Regions from separate parts of the Mus musculus genome. Here all the other regions are linked to region 1. A link is a contact called in public Hi-C and Micro-C data. All regions are on one chromosome and are shown on one strand. Each heading gives the region's core, a stretch centred on a gene start, on an enhancer-like site or on the middle of the called end of the contact. The rest is flanking DNA. Distances are from core to core; before and after follow the strand shown. Region 1 holds the start of Gpr52 (G protein-coupled receptor 52). Region 2 overlaps Rabgap1l (RAB GTPase activating protein 1-like). Region 3 overlaps Rabgap1l (RAB GTPase activating protein 1-like).

Evidence for each region. A called contact is a pair of places that touch in the nucleus more often than the background predicts.
Region 2: a contact with region 1 is called in a Micro-C map of the G1E-ER4 cell line, with 5 times the contacts expected there. The contact joins the enhancer-like site here to the promoter of Gpr52 in region 1. A contact is called at or near these places in 1 of 39 promoter capture datasets (embryonic stem cells), 9 of 15 datasets of contacts at CTCF or cohesin (CD8 T cells, the G1E-ER4 cell line, the NIH/3T3 cell line and 4 more), 204 of 484 Hi-C or Micro-C datasets (3T3-L1-derived adipocytes, the AML12 cell line, the AtT-20 cell line and 92 more), 24 of 115 datasets of contacts at active chromatin or transcription factors (the 230-238 cell line, astrocytes, a beta-TC-6 cell line and 10 more) and 4 of 9 other capture datasets (adipose tissue, embryonic stem cells, liver and 1 more).
Region 3: a Hi-C map of cortical neurons shows a contact between it and region 1, with 2.8 times the contacts expected there. The contact joins the enhancer-like site here to the promoter of Gpr52 in region 1. A contact is called at or near these places in 3 of 15 datasets of contacts at CTCF or cohesin (the NIH/3T3 cell line and large pre-B cells), 56 of 484 Hi-C or Micro-C datasets (the AML12 cell line, the C10 cell line, the C2C12 cell line and 32 more), 8 of 115 datasets of contacts at active chromatin or transcription factors (the NIH/3T3 cell line, astrocytes, bone marrow-derived dendritic cells and 3 more) and 3 of 9 other capture datasets (adipose tissue, macrophages and pancreatic islet).

Annotation. Positions count from the first base shown.
Region 1 is chr1:160,578,262-160,582,236 of GRCm38.p6, forward strand. It overlaps Gpr52 (G protein-coupled receptor 52), which reads right to left and starts at 1,443. Exons shown (of 2, transcript NM_001146330.2): 1 at 904-1,443. All of the region lies in intron 13 of Rabgap1l (RAB GTPase activating protein 1-like), which reads right to left.
Region 2 is chr1:160,711,895-160,716,196 of GRCm38.p6, forward strand. All of the region lies in intron 7 of Rabgap1l (RAB GTPase activating protein 1-like), which reads right to left. Among named protein-coding and RNA genes, the nearest start is that of Gm23528, 68 kb to the left of the region's middle. Within about 2 kb of position 3,052, at least 5 of the 459 cell types and tissues checked have an H3K27ac peak or open chromatin away from gene starts, as enhancers often do. A contact at or near this core is called in the G1E-ER4 cell line and rod photoreceptor, where this site is marked.
Region 3 is chr1:160,403,559-160,407,690 of GRCm38.p6, forward strand. The region is part of intron 17 of Rabgap1l (RAB GTPase activating protein 1-like); the gene reads right to left. Among named protein-coding and RNA genes, the nearest start is that of Mir1927, 110 kb to the left of the region's middle. Within about 2 kb of position 1,568, at least 2 of the 459 cell types and tissues checked have an H3K27ac peak or open chromatin away from gene starts, as enhancers often do. A contact at or near this core is called in the HL-1 cell line and cortical neurons, where this site is marked.

The DNA.
Region 1 (3,975 bases), core at 193-2,692:
TCTTAGTTTTAGATGGAAAGCCAAGAAAAAGTTCATGACAGAGTGTCCTTGGTCTCGGAGGTTCACATCTGATGCGGATGGGAAAACTTTAGGAGCCATTTCTCTTACATTTTTTAAAAGGTAAGAACAACAATTCTGTCAAGTCTAATTCCAAAAGATTCATTTGTGTGGACACAATGAAATACACTGGCAGTAAAAGTCAGGCTCCAGATTTCTATATAATGCTTATGAAAATAAAATGTAATTTCCAGTGGGGAATATATTACACAATGAAACAGTGTGATAACACCTAAAACTAAAAAATAGGGAAAACTTCTGAAGTCCTGATTCTGTATTTGTTCTTTAAACATTTATATGAAAACAGCTTTATACCACCCCAGTTGTTGGTGCTGCTAACAGCACTGTAATTTATATCTCTTCTATTTCAAAATAAAATCTTTGGTATTAACTTCAGCATCTATAACTGAGAATAACTTTCATTATTTAATATATTTCCTTATAGAAAAGCATAATAAAGTATATAGCTTGAAGTAACTCCTCACATTTGCAACAATGCCCAAATCTCATAAATATAGATGAAATTTACACCATAATGGAAACCACCCTGTACACTGAGGACATCTCACTAAAGATGCTGCTGTTATCTCTTTCTCAAGTCTTTCTAGCAGGCTTTATATTCCAATTTGTTAGACCTTTCTTACTTCCATTCGATGACTAACACATCCAATCATTACTTCAACTAAATATTTGAAAGTGGAAAATTACCTTGTTTTTTATATTTGCAGTTATTAACAGTCATATGTTAAGAAAATATCTTGTTTATTTCTGTATTCTATTTTAAGCAAAAGCACAATTAAAGCAGGGCCATCAGGTAGTTTGGGAAATAGTCTTGTTTTAAAATACCTCAAAACATCAAGATGGATTTAAATCCTGGACTTTGACATACTGCGATTGTGGCAGGGCAGAATCCATCCGAAAGGCTTCCAAGGTCATTCTGGCACCGTGTTAACATTTGCCAAAGTCTTTCCCCCAAGTATAAACAATTCAGGGAGTCTCTTGTCACTCTTTGTTGTCACAGCTTTTGAAGAACTAGCATGCACTAGAAATGAAAACCTTTCCTTCAGGAACAATGTAGCAGCTTAACAGAAAGCATTCTTCTCAAAGTTATTGTCTCGTGCAGCAACACATCATTCAGGCAGTCCTTTTCTGTCAGCCACGGGCTAGTCCTCCTTGGACATGCTGAGTTCCACTTATCAGAAAATAGTTCTCGTTACAGGAATAAGGTGATGCTTCTCATGGACATTCACTCTGATCGGCTGCGAGACTGGGTTGCTAGATTCAGAAGTCCGATTTACTGTGATGCAGCTATCGGGAAGCTGCCGGGAGATTCTTTACAGTTTCTCAGTCTTGCTGCCTCCACCTGAGCCACTGTCTGCTGCTGCTGCTCTTCCTCCTCCCCCTCCCCTTCCTCCTCCTCCTCCTCCTGAGCTGATGGAGAAGAACTCACCATCAGAAAGGTGACTCGGTCCTCCTGCCCCAATCTACAGCACAGCCAATGGCTACTGCAGCTGAAACTGTCACTAGGTAACAGTTGCCAGGCACATGCAGGCTTATAGACTTACTCTGCGATCTCGAATCAAAATTGACAAAAGAAGACAATGAAACTGACCAATCCTCATAATATGTAAACGGTACTTAAGGACTTGTGGAGGCATTCCCCTTAAAGCATTTGCAGAAATTATTTCTTATGAATAGTACTAGGGGAACAAAACTGGCATATCCCTTTAAACCTTGTAGAGAAACTACCACAAGGTACTATGACACTAAAAGTCAGCAGTAATATAATACTCTTTGGTAGAAAAAACATGAATTATTAAAAATCATTTAAGTCTCCCATGAACTAAATGATATAACTACTGTTTTTTCACTATAAAATGAACAGTCATATTTTTATTAGAAATTAAAAGTCAGCTAATCGTCTCTTCAGTACCTGCCACACCCACACGAATGTGCTGAGCTTAGCACACGGACCGGAACAACAGAACACTAGGATTGGACCATGACAGTGAAACCTGTCTGAAGAAATACCTGGGTCAAATATGATCTCAGAAGACAGGGAGCATCAGAATAAACAGAAACACTTAGTCTATGTGTATCTTACTACACTAAAGATGTCAGAGCTAAAGAAATTCATCCCACCGTGCTTGAATTACATATATTTAAGTTAGTAGAACAAAGTAAATATTTACACAAGTATTTAATGTATATTAAAACAGTTTTATTTAGGTTTACATACTACATTCATTTATTTTAAGCCTCTCTCTCATAGTTCAATACATTTGAAAAAAAAACTACTAAACAAATTTTACAATTGTTATAGGATTAAAAACAAATCAGGAAAATAAAAATACAAATGGAAGGCAATACTTGTTAAAAACATGTCCTATAGGCCAAAAATTTTGCAATGGGCTTTTATACATTGTTTATCTGCCTCAGTACAGGGAAATGCTAGGGCCAAGAAGTGGGAGTAGGTGGGTGGGGGAAGCCTGTGGGGGACTTTTGGGATAGCATTGGAAATGTAAAAGAAATAAATACCCAATTTAAAAAAAAATTCTTAAATCTCAAGCCTGAGATGGCTCAGCAGGTAACAGGCACTTGTCACGAACCACTGTGACACTCCACCATGACGTTGTGGAAGGACAGAACTGACTCCACAGGTTTTCCACTGGCATCCACATGTGCACCCTAGCACAAGCCTGTCATGGGAGCTAGAGGGCACCTCTCCTCCTCCCTCCTCTCCTCTCTCCCTCCTTCCCTCCTTCCTTTCCTTCTCCTTTTTCTTACTTTCTCTTCCCCCTCTCTTTCTTCCCTCTCTTTTTCTTCTTTCTCTCCCCCCATTTAATTAGTTACTACATATAATAAATTGTAAAAGAGTGAATTTTTATGCAACAAGTACATTAACTGCTCCACAAAGGGCAAAGAGGGAACTTGAGAAGGAAGCACGGCTTGACTCCAGGACCCTTAAGACCCTGAGACTAGACAGGGTTAGACCCGCCATTTCTAACCCTGTACCACTAAGTCACATCCTCCTCTTTCTACTAATGGCTGCCATTCAGAAAATGTTAGGAAGATCTCTTCAGGTTTTATAAAAAAATGGTTTATAAAACACAGAAAGCCTATTCTGTCCCCCATATTAAATTGTCTTTCTGGAAGACTGTGTTATTTTTAAAATCTCCATGGGTGGAATAAAATACAGAAAGATAGTACACATCTCAACAGAAATATTTATGAGACAAGTTAGAATAGTAAATCTTAAGATGAATATGTTTAGTTTTGAAAAATAAATATGTGTAATGCAGAAGTTTAAAAGTATTATTTTATAGGGAAACATTGTATTTAAACAGATAAAATCATTTAAATCGAGTGAGATAATATTCTTAAACATTACAATAAATTTTCAAAAGAAAATTATATTTGCTAAATATTCATGACTGTAGCCATGCCATCCATTCTAGACTAAGAGAAGTCAAATGTTAGGCTTTACTAGAAAACCATTTTAGAAACCAAGTGCAGGGCTGGAGAGATGCCGCAATAGCTTACGGCTCATGCTGAGGACCGACCTCTGCTCCTGGCACCCACACAGCAGTTCACAACCACCATAAGGTCAAATTCCAGTTCTGGGAGATCTGATACCCTCTTTCGACCTGCCCAGGCTCTTGCACACACTCAACACTAAATATACATACAATTAAATATAACCTAAACGCTTTTTAAATTAAGTACTATTAATCACTATTGCTACTCAAGTTACCAAAATTTAAATCATTTAAATATTCATATTTTAAAAGTTATTAATTATCCCTGTACTTAAGAGAATTGTAAGGAAATGCACACATATAAAAACCTACCTCATGTAGAGGAACTCAAGCACTAAATTGCTTTAGTTTCACATATTTTCAATTTTAATACTAGAGA
Region 2 (4,302 bases), core at 1,802-4,301, 140 kb after region 1:
AAGTGGATGCTCACAGTCATCTATTGGATGGAACACAGGGTCCCCAATGAAGGATCTAGAGAAAGTACCCAAGGAGCTAAAGGGGTCTGCAACCCTATAGGAGGAACAACAATATGAACTAACCAGTACCCCCCAGAGTTGAGTCTCTAGTTGCATATGTAGCAGAGGATGGCCTAGTCAGCCATCAATGGGAGGAGAGGCCCTTGGTCTTGCGAAGGTTATATGCCCCAGTACAGGGGAATGCCAGGGCCAGGAAGTGGGAGTGAGTGGATTGGACAGCAGGGTGGGAGAGGGTATAGGGGGCTTTGGGGATAGCATTTGAAATGTAAATGAAGAAAATGTCTAATTAAAAAAAAAAAAAAAGAACATGCTCCTGGATTTTAAACTTTTAAAGTTACTATACGAAAGTACTAGAAATGTTTAAATCTATTTCTCAAAGCTCCTGCCTAAATCAATGCCACAGTTTTTAGTATAACCTCTCTCCTTTGGTTGTTTTGGAAAATATAAAGTACCATACCATTAATTCTCAGTCACTTGGACATAAATGGTAAAACTACAATTACATTATCTTGGGATAATAATCCTATACTACACTTTGCAGCAAAAAGACCTTGAAAGTTCAGATTCCCTTAAATAGTAAGACCCATCACCTTAGTTCAGTGATCTCTGATGCATTCCTCTTTCCCTGGCTTATAAATAAAAATACTGCCACCAGTCAGCAGTGTGACATTTGAGAAGCACCTAACTATTACCCTTGGACCTCTGATTTTTCATCTAGAAAATGAGATAGGTAAAACAGAAACTTTAATTCCTCCAGCAATAAAACTACACATTTTTTATCAAGCCCTATTAGTAATTTCCAAAATTATACTTCATAAAAACACATAAGACTTTTTATGAACACTATGAAAGTATTATTAGGAATAAATATGTCAGGAAATATGATAGGTATTATTAGTAACATTATACCTAATGTCAATATTATATGGTTCTCTGAGGATTTCAGAGCTTTCAACTTTCGTTAATTAATTCCGTGAGCAAGGCAGGAAAGGAAACTGCTGTCTCACCTGTATTCTCAATGAGTGCACAGGCCACAGGCGAGAGAAGTAGTAAACAAGCAATCACTGTCAGATACGGTAAGTTCTAGGATGACAGTGTATCATGTGCATGTGTATGTTTTGTAGGGGTTATATGCTCATGGTGGTAGATTTCCTTGAGCTGCAGTTCAGGTGGTTGTATGCCACCTGATATGGGTGTTGAGAATAAAACTCAGGGCTTCTGCAAAGAGAAGCAGGCTCTTAAAAGCCAGCCAGCTCTCCAACACTCGCCTGCTTGTTTGATTGTCTGTTTGTTGTTGAGATAGGGTATCATGTATTCCAGGCTGACTCAGACCTGCTATGTACATTGAATCTATAGATTGCTTTTGGTAGGATGCTATTTTTATGATGTTAATTCTACCAAGCCATGAGCATGGGAGAACTCTCCATTTTCTGCCCTACTAAATTAAAATAGTATTATTAGGTTTTTTTCTCTCCCCTCAGAAGGTTCCAAATATTTTTTGTAAATACTTTTTTCCCTCTTCAATGCTTCCATTAAGGTGGTTGAAGAGATATTTCAGCATCTAAGAGCAAATGCCACTCCATCCAGCCAACCGGAGTTCAGTTTTCAGCACCCACTTCAGATGGCTCACAATCACATGTAGCTCCAGCTCCAGGAGGGCTGATGTCCTCCCAAGGGTACAGACACACACATGACAGACATGTGGACATATACATAAGCCCTTTTTAAAAGATTCTATTAAAAATAAGGATAAAATGTTATTAACTAAGCAATGTTTTATTAGTAAAATAAAAACAATTTTACTCTTTCTGTAAGTATATAAATGTATTCCTAATTTATCTGCCCTAAAAGGTCCCACAGATGTCAAAGAGAAAGGCTTTGGAAAGAAAAGCAAGGTGCTCTCGTTCACTGCTGCCTTATTAACAAGCCATGTTTCTTACCAAGGTAAATACTATTCTGTAGTACCATGCCAAAAGAAATAAGAAAAAAACACTTTGTGGCTCTTGCTTTGGTATAAACAAGTCTATATATGAGAAACCTGGAATGAGATAGACACATAGTAAAAACCGACCAGCAGGAAGTTGTTACCTTATCAGTTTCATGACACTTACGGCTATCTAAAATAATTACTTGGGTTCTGCTGGCTTGTCTGTTTTGCTCCCTCAGAAAAGTATTAGAAGCTTTATCTGTGGGACTGGCTAATATTAGAAACTAGTCCGATTAATCTGTCAACCGAGATCCAATAATGGCATAGAGCACACAATACTCTGAACAGGAAAGGTATACTACAAAGAAATTCTTCAAGACTGGAGAGATGCCTCAGAAAATTAACAGCACATATTGTTTTTCCAGAGGACTCAAGTCTGACTCTCAGCATCCACAACCACCTGTAATTCTAGCCACAGGGAAACCAACTCCTCTAGCCTCTGAGAGCACCTACACCTCTGTGCATATATCCCTATATAAGCACATAGACATAATTAAAAATTATTTTAAAAAGTTAAAATTTTAAAAAGAATCATTTACTGTAGTAGGAGGATAAAGGGAAAGTATCCCAAGTAAAAATAAAATTGAAAAGGATGGGGAAGATTTTTTTTCCTGACATTCAGATCATCCTATACAGGCAAAAGTAATTGCAGCCCTTTGGATAGCAAAGCTTGCTGTACCCTCCAGGTAAGTCAATAAGCTGGCGGCTAGGTGTGCCAGCAGAAAAGCAAAGAAAATCAAGATTTCTGATGCCAACACATATCCAATGTGGTACAGAGCCCAGAGCACACTATGTCCATATTGAGAGGTTAGCATGGTTGGCTGACTGTGACAAAACCAAAGGCATGAGACCATGGAGAGACTGCATGCATGTACAACTAGCATCCAGCATCATTCCCAGATCTGTGGCAAAAACAAGAAAAATAATCACAGCACATCAGAAGGGGAACACACTTTCTCCCTGAAGTGTCCCTCCAGCACCCTCTACTGCCACTGTTGAATATTGTGTTTTCTGGAAAAGGAGAACTGTCTAAAGTTCCATGAATCAGGTATGAGAGATTTGGAGACAAGAATAAACTGACAAATGACATATAGAATACTATAAAGATTTCACAGTTTACACAAATATTTAAACCAATAAATTGAGAAATGTGTACTATAACATAGTAGGATGCTGTTTACCAAAAAAAAAAAAAAAAAAAAATTAAAAGAGGTCTGAGGTCTGCAGATTTTGTTAATGTCAATTTCTTACTTGTGATACTGAACTATAGCTATGCAAGGGTTTCCACTGGTGAGAATTGGATACCTGCACATGAAACCTCTTTGTAATGTTGATACAATTTCCTCTAAATCTATACATTTTCAAACTAAGGATTGTTTTCTAGTTTACTCCACCAAGCAGGGGAGCACAGACTCTTAATCCCATTGGTCATAGGCAAAGGCAGATGAATCTTTGTTAGTTCAAGGCCAACCTGGTCTACACTATAAGTTCCTAGCCAACCAGGGATAGATAGTAAGACCTATTTCAAATGGCAATCCAAAACAAACAAACAAATTATCAACAATAAAATGAACTCTTAAGACATTAATCAGCATATAAGAATACATTACATAAGCCAGGCGTGGTGGCACAATCCTAGTTGTAGGCAAAGAAAAGCATAGACTGAGAGTAAAGGGCTAGAAAAAATGTGGGGGGGGGGGGGAGACGGAGACACAGAGAGAGAGAGAGAGAGAGAGAGAGAGAGAGAGAGAGAGAACACAAAATATGAGCAACAATAGCAATAATTTCAGAGAAAGTAAACATCGAGAAGATGTAAAGAGTTAATGAAGTTCATTATTGATAAAAGGGCCAAGTCAACAAGAGGCAACACATGTAACCGTGTTTTCCAAACACATAAAAGTACGCATTGTTAAATATAAAGGGAGAAGGATACTTAAGTATAGTAAATGGGTCAGACTTGAACTTTTCTATGTGGACAAATCATTTAAAAAGAAAATCCACAAGCAAACATGTAAACTGAGTCATGGAACAAAGCAATCAGACAATGAATATACTGAAAACATTTCATACAATAGCTGTTGAGTATACATTTTTATCAGCATTCAGAAGGCTGAGACAGGAGAATTCCTGTAAGTTTAAAGCTATCCTGATCTACACAGTGAGTCCCAAGTCAGGCAGTGCGACAGGAAGTGAAAGAATGTGTTTCAAAGACACAAACAAGAGAGTGATATAGGTAAAGGCAAAAAAACTTCCTG
Region 3 (4,132 bases), core at 318-2,817, 170 kb before region 1:
GGTCCCTCTCTATCCCTCATTCCTGGCACCCATTTCAGTTTCAGTATCATTGGCCCCATCGTGACTGGGGAAAGGAAGACCTTGGCCCCTTTAGTAGAGCACAGTAGGGCTTTGAAAGCCTGTCCATTCTTTACAGGTCTTGCTCTGGCTTCTGCCTTCATTCATAGCACTTGCTCCCTGAGGCCTTCCCTCCCGGCTGCCCAGGGTTTCCCCTACTCAGGAAGGCAGCAGTCTGCCTGCTGACAGACAGCCCAGCAGATTGCACTCCTGCACAAAGACCTGAGGTCCAGTAGATACTGACAGTGTGGGCAGCAGGTGGGGACCTGACTTCTCTCAGTGTTGATGTACAGAAAACACACTTCCTGGGCCACATGAGGTCAGGAGTCACAGTTGAGGTGTATGGCTATGCTGCAAGTCTGAGAATCTGACATGTTCATCTTTTCCTTTTTACAATCTTGGAAGAGCCCTTAAGCTCAGTCTGGAGGGAATGGGCATTGGCAGAGCTGGGCCTGCTCCGCTAGCTTGCCCTAAGTCTGAGAAATAAATACATTCATCGCTGCACAAAAACTGATACAAAAACAACACTGTTGAGAGTGGTTGCATCATCTGTTAGTAAGGACCAGACTCCACTGAGCTTCATAAAGCTACCTGCTTTTTTGCTTGAGTGACTCACAGTAACACAACTCATGGGCAGGGCCAATATCCATGCCTTGGGTTCAGCTAAGAAGCCTGGGGGGCTGGTCAGCATGGTGCATGCTCTTTGGTGGCAGCTGAGCTTGAAGAGGTTCCCCCAAAAATAGGGACATTTTTTTTTTTTAATGTAACACAGTACTCTGATGAACCGCTGGTTTTCCTGGATGGAAACATTCTAAATTGGCAAAGTTTTTACTGATATAGGTTTACATGTTCTTTTCAGGCAAAATCATAGTAAACACAATGATGTAAGACTGCATGCTCCCAATATCTATCTATCTATCTATCTATCTATCTATCTATCTATCTATCTATCTATCTATCTATCTATCTATCTATCTAACTATCTATCTATCTACCCATCCATCCACAAGTCAGGGATAGCTGAAATCTGTAGCCTCTGTCCCGTGAAGCATAATAATTACCTACTCCACTTTCAGAAGGCAAAACAAAAAAGACCTTATGGATATTTTCAATTGAGCAATATAATTAAAGGGGCAAACCATGAGTTCTGGTTCAATGAAGCATGGATAGTCATTTGCTAACTTCCTGATATAGTTTAGCACACTCACACTGATACCATAAACTGAGAGACAGAGACAGTTTCTTTTATAGAAACCCAGGAGAGAAAGCATCCATGGAAAAGGGGAGGATCATTAAGCCACTCATACTAAAAGAGCTTTTCCAAGAAATGCTGTTCTCACATCAAGAAATTATACTGGAAATCACAGGTCTGCCTTCCAGAGAGAGGAGGTGTTCCTTTTTTAAGAAAAGATGGAAGAATTAGTTCAGTTAATTAGTCTGAGCTCTATGAAACAACCTGGAAAGGAAAATATGACAGGAGTGGTATAGAACGAAGCACAAAGGCCTAATTAGTAAAGGATACCATAGAAACTAGACTATCCTGGTAGCTGGAAAATGTCTGTAACTGTGGGGAAAGGCACTAGAAGTCCTGTTCAATCCATTTCTATCTACACATAGTAAATTCAGCTTAATACTCCGCAGTTTGAGTCTGTCCGTCCCTAGGCCAAAGCTTCAGAGGGAACCTATTACAGTCCAGCTCTGCTGCCCGTTAGCTTGGTAAGTAAGTGCCTCAGCGTCTCTCTGTATAAGACTCCTAAGTACATAAACGAGGGACACTGGGGAAGAATGGCAGGAGGATTTGTCAAATGTTATATTTTTTGACTCCCATCCTGGAATAAGGAGTAAGGAAATCCAATATGGATGTGATCATCCCTCATATGTTTTAGTTCATTACATACCACTATGCAGGTTTTAACAGTGTAAAACTAGCTTCAGGAAACACTGGTCGTGTGTATGTCTGTGTGTCTGTGCACTTATGTTACTGGAGATGAACCCAGGGCCTTTTTTTATGCTAGATAAGAACTCTACCATGGAGCTATACCACCAGCCTCATTTATGCTTATCTTACTTTAGTTTCCTTATTTTATTTTATTTTATTGTATTTTTTTATTGAGACAGGTATTCTCTCTGTAGCCCTGGCTGCACCAGAAGTAATTTTGTATACCAGGCAGGCCTCGAACTCAGAGATCCTACTGCATCTGCCTCCCAGTGCTGGATTGAAGGTGTGCAACAACCACTGCCCAGCTCATTTCTGCATTTTTAATTAAGAAAAGTAAATTAAAGGAAGAAAAAGGTCCTCCCCACCTAACTTTAACATGTATGCCTACTTTTCCCAGATGTTCTACCAGAAAGGTTTTTATTCAATGCAGACTCACTCATCAATACATCTCAGGAGCTTTATTTTAAAGAATATATTGCATATTCAACTACTTATTATCTCTAATTTCCCAGTCTATGCAAGACATCATGTGTGTCTGTGTTAAATATGTGATGTATGTACACAGTATGCATGCACATGCATACATAGGTGCCTATGCTGTGCATGTATGTGCAGAAGTCAGAGGAGGAACCTGGTGTCCTACTCTGTAGCACTCTGCTTTATTCCTTTGAGATGAGGTCTCTTACTGAATCTGGACCTCTTCCTGTCTCCATGCCCCACATGCCAGGGTTAGAGATGTACACTGCCAAGGCCAGCTTTGTATATGAATGCTAAGATCAAAACTCAGGTGCTCCTACCTGTGCAGGAAGCACTCATGCCCTTTGAGCCATCTCTCCAGCCCCACCATCCCTTGACCCCTGCTGATAGGCCTTTGCCCTTGCCTCCTTGTTTCTGTTCTTGGAACTCCAGTCATTCCCCTACTACTGTATGGGGAGTAGTCTGAGTAGCCCCCCTTTAAAAAAATGCTGGATATGGTGGCATGCACCTCTAGTCCCAAGCATTCAAGTGGCCCGGCTGAAGCAGAAAGCTTGCTTGAACACAGACGTTCTGGGACATTACAGGCAATACAGCAAGTTGAGAAGAGAGGAGAGAGACAGGGACAGGAGAAAGAGAAAGGATGGGAGAGAAGATCAGATCAATATTTTTCTGCTCAAAGTCCTTTACCGTTTCTATTTTTAACTTACATTTTATAAGCTCATTACATCAGAATCTAAGGTTGACTTAATTTACTGTTCATGTATAGTTTATGTTCAAAAGAATGAATGAGCTGGGCTTGGTGGCGCACGCCTTTAATCCCAGCACTTGGGAGGCAGAGGCAGGCGGATTTCTGAGTTCGAGGCCAGCCTGGTCTACAGAGTGAGTTCCAGGACAGCCAGGGCTACACAGAGAAACCCTGTCTCAAAAAAACAAAAAAACAAAACAAAACAAAAAAAGAATGAATGAAAATATTAGAAGGGGATGGATGGAGGTGTTAGAGGTAACAGGAAGTGTCACAGGGATGCCCACTATTAGAAATAAGGGTCAGTCTTTGGAGAGACCAGTAAAGGTTTCTCTTTCTTTCTCTCTCTCCCTCTCCATGTCTCTCTCTGTCTGTCTCTCTCTCTGTGTCTCTCTCTGTGTCTCTGTGTCTCTGTCTCTGTCTCTCTCTCACTCTCTCTCTCTCTCTCTCTCTCTCTCTCTCTCACACACACACACACACACACACACACACACACACACACGAGTTGGGTGGGGTCTGGAACTGACAGATCAGTGGTAGCTTGAAAAAGGTTTAAGGAACAAACACAAAGGTTGAGATACAGTGCAGGGAGGAAAGAACTGTATGTGGGAGCAGAGCAGCCCTGCTGAGAGATGAGGAGAAGGGGCATCTGCACCCTCTTACAGCCAGGAAGGCTGCAAGGCATGCCCATGAGGGACCAGCTTGTGAAGTAGGGCTTCCAATGCTCACTGGCTCCCTGTGCCCTCACTACTTTCCGTACACGGTCCCAGTTTATACTCATTCTAGAGCTTAACTGGGCAATGTCACAGATATTTCCTTCAGAAGTAAATCTTATTCATTTCTTGTCTTTATCCCTCTTGGGAAAGAAAGGTAGTTTTTAGTTGGGCTAAGGAACCCACCTTCCTATCTCTGAATCC